Regions from separate parts of the Zea mays genome. Here all the other regions are linked to region 1. A link is a contact called in public Hi-C data. All regions are on one chromosome and are shown on one strand. The core of a region is the stretch at or near the end of the contact, and the rest is flanking DNA. Distances in the headings are between cores, read along the strand shown. Region 1 holds the start of LOC100191193. Region 2 has its middle 130 kb from the start of LOC103626668. Region 3 holds the start of LOC100273340 (Glycine cleavage system H protein 2 mitochondrial).

Region 1 (3,098 bases), core at 301-2,800:
GCCCATCTCGAAACAGCATGAACCGGCCCGATGACGCGCCTCAGGAGGAAGACAAATGAAATACCATAAATCCAGGCTCAGCCCGAAATTAACCCAATAGCAGCCCAAAGCAAAACCCCAGCAGGAAGCAACGTCGACGGCCCATTAACTCCAACAGTCCCAGGACCCCCCTGCCCATCCGACGGCGATCACGCCTCGCGCTCGCCAGGCCTTATAGTACCCCTATCCTAGGGTTTACTCGCTCCCATCCACTCCCAAGTCCCAACACCCGTCGGCGTCGAGCAGCGGCAGCGGCGGCGGCGATGACGACGAGCCTGAAGAAGAACCGGAAGAAGCGCGGGCACGTGTCGGCGGGGCACGGCCGCATCGGCAAGCACCGGAAGCACCCGGGAGGCCGCGGCAACGCCGGCGGCATGCACCACCACCGCATCCTCTTCGATAAGTACCACCCGGGCTACTTCGGCAAGGTGGGCATGCGCTACTTCCACAGGCTCCGCAACAAGTTCCACTGCCCGTCGGTCAACGTGGAGCGGCTCTGGTCGATGGTGCCCGCCGGCAAGGCCGCGGAGGCGGCCGGCGCGGACCAGGCCCCGCTCGTCGACGTGACGCAGTTCGGCTACTTCAAGGTGCTCGGCAAGGGGATGCTGCCGTCCAGGCCCATCGTCGTCAAGGCCAAGCTCATCTCCAAGGTCGCCGAGAAGAAGATCAAGGCTGCCGGAGGCGCCGTCCTGCTGACCGCTTAGGTCCTTTTGCATCTTGTTTCAACTATCTGCGCTAAGAAATATTCTATCTTTTTTTGGGTGGATCTATGAGACCCTGGTTTTGAGCACTTGGTAACGAATATGAGTTCGATTATATCGATGCTGCACACCTCTTGCTGCATGTATTATTCATTCTATGCAGTTGCAGTTCATGTGGGCTGTGCTACTGAGATATGAAATGTTTTGGCATTTTTCTGATACGTCTAATTGTGGCCTTGTGGTCAGGCATTGCCCTCCTTTTTTCTGGTGTATTGTTGCAAAACAACAAAATCAATTGATTTCAGTCTTGCCCACTAATTTTCTGGCGTATGGCTGCAAAACAACAAAATCAATTGAAAGTTGTCGTCTATTTTATCTTTTTATGCTATGCTCCTAAGAAAATCAATTGCTGGACAACCATGTGTTGACACCAGCGACGGTAGATACAAAAATAACGAGAAACTTCTATGCATGGCCGCATAATGCATATACAAAAATAGAGCTAATGTGAGTGGGGGAGGAGCCGAGGACAGGTGAATCCGTAAATCTGGCTCAATGCAAATTGTTTCAGCTGCATTTTATTATATCCATCATTTGAAACACCCGATGATGAATTTTCGCAAAACATTCGACGACAAACATTCGGATTAAAACGTTCGGCCCGAGCTGGGCAGGAAACAAGCCCGGCCCAAAACACTCGACCACAAACCCATCAAGGTCGGGCCCACGTGAGGTCCCTCGCCGGCAGTAGCTGGCCGTGGACAACGCCACGACGACCCCGACCAGAGCCAGTCCGCTCCGCTCCACCCCTTGCTCACCTCCGCGACCCGCACCAATGGCGACGCCCACGGCCCCATCCCACTTACCCCTCGCCACCGCCTCCGCGTCCACCTCCTTCCCCGACCGCTTCCTCCGCACGCCGTGCGCGCTGCGGCCCCGCTCTTGGCCCCGCCTGCGGGCGGGCTCCGTCAAGGAGTGGCGCGAGTTCGAGGACGACGCGGGCGCCGTCAAGGAGTGGCGGGAGTTCGAGGACGCCGTCAGGAGGAAGGACCTCCCCCGCGCGCTCCAATTCCTGCAGTCCGTGGAGCCCGCGGCGGTGCAGGTCGCGGTCCCCGTGCCGCCGGGGCGGGACTGGGAGGTGCTCGACGCCTGCGTCGACGCCGACGACATGCGCCTCGTCGGCCGGGCGTACCAGTTCCTCGTCGACCGCGGGGTCCTCGCCAGCTTCGGCAAGTGCAAGAACATCGGTGAGTTGGGGCTTGGGGGAACGCAGCTGCGGAATGCCTTCACGATTTGGACATGGCGTCGAATTAACTTGGCGTCTTACTAGTTGTTTGTCAAACGGAGCTGTACAATTTGGCATGTGCTGATTTGATTGATATAATCATTTGCTATCACGCCTCACGATTTTTTGATGTTTATCATGTAACGTCTACTGTGTTATACAGCTGATGTCTCACTCCGACTGCTTTTCAGACTGACTGTATATGTGTCTTCCTTTTTTTTCCCTACAGTTCTGGAATGGCCAAGAGAAGTGACACCAACGGTTTTGAAGGAGATGACCGGTTTGGAAGGTGAGGATACAGACAGTGTCCCTGTCCCCTCTCTTCCACTGCGCTGTGATATTCTACACTAAAAATTTGAGTGGGTTGTCAGTTATTACATAGCAGGAAGTTAAGGCAGAACCTCTTCTTTCCTTTTATTATTTATTAATCTAAAACGGGAAAACTTTACTGCAACATTCTTTTGCAAATCATACTCGAGCAAGCTGATATAGCTGCTCCAAAAGGAACTTTAGCTCGTCTATTGTGGTTTATCACCAACTATGGTATAAAGATACGATTTTTTTCTTGAATTTGTTAATTTCTTCAGCTGAAAAACTTGCGCCGAAGAAATGGGGTCTGTCGGGAAGTTCACCGTATGTTCTCATTGGATTTCTTGGAGGCGTATCCTTTCTACTAACACAAGGGGTCGATCTACGGCCTAAACTGAGTGCTGTATTGGGATTAGCAGCAGCCGATGCAATGTTGCTCGGTGGTACTTGTCTTGCTCAAATCTCATGTTTCTGGCCTCCGTATAAACGTCGGATCCTTGTACACGAAGCAGGCCATCTTCTTACTGGTATGGCTTTACCTTTTGTACCTTTTTGCTCTTACATTAGTTGCTTTCGCTTTAACTTCTCCGGTAGGTAGTTTTAAATTTATCAATCTTCTGTGATTCTACTTCAGTAATGTTCTTACTTCCTTTCTACTTATTTCTAGCTTATCTAATGGGCTGCCCGATACGAGGAGTCATTTTGGATCCATTTGTGGCATTGCGAATGGGCATCCAGGGCCAGGTACAACTATTGTTATCTTG
Region 2 (3,098 bases), core at 231-2,730, 150 kb after region 1:
AAATTGAATTTATGTTTCATAAATTAATCATGCGAGAGTCCTGAGCTGCTCATGACCGCGAGCACGGCTAGTATACCAGTTTTACACTCTGTAGAGGTTGTACCCTGTACCCACAAGTCATGTTACCCATCTGCCAAGGGATCACGACTCCCATACACCTCTACCAAGGAAGCGAGGCAGGGCAACACTACGAGGCCTTTACAAAGTTCCACTAGCTTCCGAAAACCCGCTACAGTTTATGGGAAGAGCACTTGCAAGAATCCCCCGTCTGACTGCCATCACAGCAAAATCAACCCGAGAACCTCCCTACATGCAACTCCCCTACTGCCCTTGCCCCTTTCGGGTAAGGTAGTCTTCCACTAGCTTTCCTAGTTAGTTGGCCAAGGGCGTCCCATTAAACCCTTGTGGTGGCACATGTTTCTCAAGTTAAGCTCCATGTTCCAATTAACATTAATGATCTTGACATGAACATAAATAGAATAACAAAATAACTGGAACATGGATATAATGAAATATTATCCCAAACCCATGTAAAGCAATAGCAAAGCTACCCATGCGATTCAGGATAACAAGGTAAAGTGATAAACAATCTAGGGTGACCTATCGGGTCCCATCAAAATTAAACATATGCATGAATAATGACATTAAAGAACATTATTGGGTATAAAAGTAGTCAAGGGCACAACTTGCCTTCAATGAGCTCCTGCTCAGCTACTTCTATCTGCTAGGCACCAGGATCCTCAGTCACAGGCTCTTCTACTCGCCACAATACAAACAAGCACAATATATAGAGAAAATTAACATCACACCAAACATGTAAACAAAATACATAATAATAATCTACACATTAAAATATAATCCTAATAACATGAATCATAATTTTTGGAGTTATAGATTTTAAGATATGAATTTCCAAAGGTTTTATGTGCTTAAATAGGATTAAGTGAGAAATTATTTTTCTTACTGTTTTCATGACAAAACAGGGACTCTAGATGATAGAAAATAATATTACAAAAATTTAGAAAGTGGAATGGGTTAATTTAGAGTTCATATGAATTTTCTATGAATTTATCAAGTCATAGTAATTATTTTCATATTAAAAATCCATTTTCCAATTTATTTATTCAATTTCAAACAGCACTGGACTGGGCTTCATTTATTGTGAAGCGCAGGGGTTAATACAGAAAAATGCCTAAGACACAGAAAGCTACTGGCAGGGATGGCGGGTTGATTCGCTAAAATTATAAGGTTCTTTCTGCAAACTGCGCACACCGAAGGGGTATGAAGCGTTAACGGCCGTCCGATCAAGCGCGGATGGCCCGGATTAGATCAGTCCCATCGCGAACCGGTACGCAATCTCGGCCCTCAGATTTGGATCTGACGACGTAGATTTTAAATACTAAGATCTAACTGCAGCCACTGGATATGAGATCTACGGTCAGGATTGATTGCGTGAAGGGGTAAGTAGTGATCTAATCTTAACCGCTAATCCTGAGATCGATGGCTTCTAACGCATCGTTCCCCATCACCTGTTCTCCCCGGCGAACAGACGCGACGGCGCTCTCACATGCGGTGGCGCCATGGTCGGACATGGCTAAACTGGCGAACCACCGCCCAGACTCCGAATAAAATGGTGCTACGCATGAAGGACGACGAGGTGAACTTCACAGGTTCGGAACTCACCGAGAACGAAGCTGCACACAGGCTGTTCACGCGTCGCGACAAATTCGACGGTACGGTGACGAAATTCCGGCCACCCGCGGAACCCCGCGCTCGGGCACTTGGTCGCGAGGTTTTGCGAACCCAGAGACGACCCCCGATCACAGGTTGAGGTCGGGGCGGCGCGTGCGGATGCCGGTCGACGACGGCGGGGTCTGGCGAGGTTCTTCCGCCGCGCGCGCAAATTCTACGGCGATGGTGGCTCCTAGAGAAATTGGCAAGGGTGAGCTAGGGGAGAGGATACCCGGGACCAGTTTATACCCCGGCCATGCCCCACGCCCACCAGAACACGCTGGATTTCAGGCGGCCAGTGCGCCATGCGCGGGAGCCATTTTGTGGAGGGGATAAGTCTGCTAAGTGGGCCCCCACTGACAGAGATCGCCCAAGAGACTGGCCGAGCTGGCCCATCTGCCATTGAATGGAAGAGGAAACGTGCGCGAGGAAAGGAGGCTGACAGGATGGGTCTGGTTGTCGGCGCCGCGGTGATGAAGTTGGGCCACGCGGTGAAGGTTGATAATGGGCCAAAATCCCGCCCGTTGGCCCAGCTAGGTGTCTTTAGTCTTTTCTTTTATTTTCCTTTTCCTTTTTGATTCATTTTCTTTTCATTTAAATCTCAAATTTGATTTTGAATCTTGTTATGTGTTTCCTTTGAGTCAATTATACAAATTCAAAACCCTTGTGTAGAAATAATATATATTTGTTTTTACTTATTTTTATATCCACATAATACTTATTTTCTTTTCTTTTCTAAATTCTAGAATTCCTTTTAGATTCTAGATTTCCTTTTTGAATTAATATATGTCTTGTCTCTTTATTTTTATATTGTCACAAAATGCACAAAAAAATAATATTTAGCATGATGCATAATTTAGTGGTATATATTTTTATTAATTATTTTTAAATATGGTGTTTACATGTGATGACAAATGGGTTCAACCCACACATATAAATAAAGGAAATAACATTTTCTTCTCCTTTTATATTCTCTCTTACAAATTGGGTATTACAGTTATTTTCTAAGGCTTATTTTTGCTGGCATCCAGGTGTAATAACATGACTTTGTACCAATTCTCAGCCACTTAATACTTATTAGTTATTTACTATTATTTTCTAAAGTTTCTAGCCAATGGGGTGCTTTCTACTACCACTATACTTGAAAAATATCAAACAACAGATTTCTAAATTTTCCTATCTTCTTCTTTGCGCAAGAGCAATCATTCTAAAATTTGGCAACTTTTTGCTTAAGGGAAAGGGTGGTAGAATTTCTTGAATTAAATGGCCTTTTTTCATGAGGTAGGGGTAATGGGTGTTATTTTGTAGTTTTGAATAGGTTTTGCATTTTTCTCTGGTGGTCTACTTCATCAACAATTTGGTCAAAA
Region 3 (3,098 bases), core at 296-2,795, 140 kb before region 1:
AGTTCTTTCCCTGGGATACACTGATGCCAACTTCTGGTAGCTCCACAAAAACAACATCACCCAAATGATCCTGGACGCCAAAAGCAATAAACAAATTTTAAGCAATGCAAACCCTAATGTTATATACTGGACAAACCTAGTGACGAGGGCTCCCACATGAGTGGAGTCTAGGGAAGTGATAAACCGAGGCAAGCCTCACATATGTATACTGAAAAGAGGAGACCTAGTGCTGGAGGAGGCAACCTCCTCCACAAATGCAGAGAGGCCACTTGAAACCCGCGACTGGTGAGTCAGTAAGACAGCTCTCACCACTACACTAGGTCTGTCTTTCACTAACATATGTATACTGAACATGATATAATATATTAGAACTTGATGTCTTGGCAACAGATTGGATGCAGTATGCATATCAGTGTTGATAAGAACTACAGCACCAGACAACCTAACATATGGAGGGCCTAACACTAACACCTAGTATTGCCTCACACTCTAAACTCACAGCAATAGAAATATGTGAGCGTGTTAACCTGGGCATGGTCAGTAATCCCCACGGTTGCTGAATCACCCTCAACTTTCACCCATTCATGAGTGTCAGCATACTTCAGATCCTTCAGCACTGAAAAAAGGGGGTAACATGTGGAGCATCAGAGGTTGTATGCATTGGAGTGGCATTGTGGGGGCAACAATGCACACAGAAGTACTACACCAACCCCACCCAGTGACTTTCTGAGACCACCATTTAGTCTATTTGATACCAAAAAAAACAAATATGTATATCTCTTACAAGGAACCAGTCATTTTTTTCTCAGCCACATTTTACTGTTGCAGAACAAACCCCACAACAAAAAAACTGTACTGAAGCACAGGTTTACCAAAGGCCATCTAAGATCCAACACAAATATATAAATATTTGAGTATTCATATAAAAATATTAATTTCAGTTTGTAACACATTGCCTCCCTCGTCCACACCTAACACAAATAAATCTGGGGAAATCGATCTTCCAAACACATTAGCACTGTAAATACAAGATCTTTGTTTCTTCTCTTCCACACACACGCTGTCCACCATGAACGAACGAACGAACCCCCCCCCCCCCCCCCCCCCCCCCGCCGGGAAAGACAAAGCATTCATGATAAATAAGGAGCGGCGGCGGCTAAACCCCATTGTAAACCCCCCATCCCTGAACGCATGCGCCGTCTGATGGAACGCAGAACCACGGCCCAAATCAGGAACAGTACCAACCGCGAGTCGGGATCTATACGCGCGCGAAACGACACAAGGTGGCGCCGTACCAACCGCGAGGAGCCGTGATCCGAGGAACCAGGGCGCCGGAGACAGAGGATGGGGGGTGGCGGGCGTACCGGTGGCGAAGGCCCTGGGGAAGGTGGAGATCCTGAGGTAGGCGGCGGCGCGGGACGCCCAGAACAGCCGGGAGGAGGCGGCGGCCATGGCCATGGTCCGGGGAGACGGCGGCGGACGAGGAGAGGGGTTGGTTGCTCGGCGCCGCTTCCGCTCGGCGGTGAGCTGGTGGCCTCGTTTCGCCTTTCTTTTGTCCCTGCGGGGTTGCCAAAATGGTGCAAGTTGGTGGCGCTGCGCCTCCGAATTCACAAAACTAACAGTAGGAATGGGCCCTCGTGGTGGCCTGGTGGGCCTTGGAGTACTTGCGCTTTATGGTTTTGCAGTCTTGCCCTCGAGTACTTGTGATATCTGGAAAACTCAGGATTGCTCTTCCGTTTCAGCAACGAAAGAAAGAGGCTCAGGCTTCGGATGCTCAGAAAACGGAAGTACCTCGTGGTATCAGGAATTGCATTGCATCGCCAACTTGACATCGAATCCCATGTCCAAATGGACGCCAATCTGGTCCTGATTTGAATCTCAATATACTAATCCTAGTCGCGAAATTAAACTGATGCTTTTTTTTTCCAAACCGAGAGGGGGATCACCAAACCAACAAACCCGCAAGAGGAATCAACAACCACACGGGATGGGGTCGTTGGCATGCGTAAACAAATAATCCACCGAGGACACCGGTGCTCTCTGACACCGATCGGACTTCTCAACAGCGGTTGGTGGCTGATGCAGACTGCAAATCAACTACTAGTACTAGAGCGGCAGTTGGTAAGGGGATCTGTTGCATCGCATTGTAATAACCATAGCCGAATATACAAGACGACCCACACACACACCCAGCAATGGTGTCATTGTTCCTTTTTACACAATTCCTCCTGCTTGCATTTCTTTTTTTTTATTTATTACAAGGATCTTGAACTGACTTTACGTGGCTACGTAGCAGCTGCAGCGCAAAGTGTTATATCCAATTTTCTTTTTAAAAAACGAAACTGAATGTGAATTATACATATACCTAGGGATAGAATTTGTACAAACAGCAACGTACAACGGAAGGCAGTTTTACAGGGAAAAAAACGTATAAAACTTACCGACAAAGAAAGTCGAGGAACAATAAAAAAAGTAGAGCAACAAATTGGTACGATGGACAGTGCTGCATAGTTTCCACCTAATTTCACGTCGAGCAGGAGCTCAAAAAAGCTAAATGTAACCCTCAAATTCACTCTTTTGGTGGATCTAAACTTTAGTGGAGCTCAGGCGTTTTTTTTATATTTTTTAATTAGTAAAACAATTCTTACTAAATCAGGAGTCAACACAGCTGACTCTAAATATTGAGATCTTTTCTACGAACTTTGTTTAAGATTACATAATTTGACTACAATTTCATCGGTAGATATTTTAGGTCTCGTTTGGTTCCATTAGTTCTACGGCTAAAATTGTATAGAACCTAAACTTTAGTCTATATCATGTGAAAGAAAAATGTGTATTTGGGCTATTTCTAAATATTTTCGTGATTAACTGCTCAACACACTATTATGAACTAAAACTCGTCATATGAGCATGAGCACATGTGATTAGAAAGCAAACTGAAGCAATCAAGTCCAAAAGTTGGTGAAAAATAAGAAAGGCACTTTTTGGGCTTCAGTTTGGCATATTGCAAACCATTATGGAACAAAGTGATCAAGGTATGTTTCTAAAAACTCAGACCTCTCACATAGATCGAGAAAACATACAAACCCCTATCCCAC

Evidence for each region. A called contact is a pair of places that touch in the nucleus more often than the background predicts.
Region 2: a contact with region 1 is called in a Hi-C map of tassel, with 3 times the contacts expected there. The contact joins the enhancer-like site here to the promoter of LOC100191193 in region 1. A contact is called at or near these places in 3 of 25 Hi-C or Micro-C datasets (bundle sheath, endosperm and tassel).
Region 3: a contact with region 1 is called in a Hi-C map of tassel, with 2.9 times the contacts expected there. The contact joins the promoter of LOC100273340 here to the promoter of LOC100191193 in region 1. A contact is called at or near these places in 4 of 25 Hi-C or Micro-C datasets (ear, endosperm, leaf and 1 more).

What each region holds. Positions count from the first base shown.
Region 1 is chr5:86,799,623-86,802,720 of Zm-B73-REFERENCE-NAM-5.0, reverse strand. It overlaps LOC100191193, which reads left to right and starts at 1,550. Exons shown (of 7, transcript NM_001136628.1): 1 at 1,550-1,987; 2 at 2,255-2,314; 3 at 2,613-2,861; 4 at 3,002-3,078. The coding sequence starts at 1,576. LOC100274530 (60S ribosomal protein L27a-like) reads left to right here and starts at 254. Exons shown (of 1, transcript NM_001148887.1): 1 at 254-956. The coding sequence starts at 303. The coding sequence ends at 743.
Region 2 is chr5:86,649,348-86,652,445 of Zm-B73-REFERENCE-NAM-5.0, reverse strand. No RefSeq gene overlaps it. Among protein-coding and RNA genes, the nearest start is that of LOC103626668, 130 kb to the right of the region's middle. Within about 2 kb of position 1,480, at least 19 of the 20 cell types and tissues checked have an H3K27ac peak or open chromatin away from gene starts, as enhancers often do. A contact at or near this core is called in bundle sheath and tassel, where this site is marked.
Region 3 is chr5:86,939,906-86,943,003 of Zm-B73-REFERENCE-NAM-5.0, reverse strand. It overlaps LOC100273340 (Glycine cleavage system H protein 2 mitochondrial), which reads right to left and starts at 1,545. Exons shown (of 4, transcript NM_001147781.1): 1 at 1,365-1,545; 2 at 528-616; 3 at 1-70. The coding sequence starts at 1,458.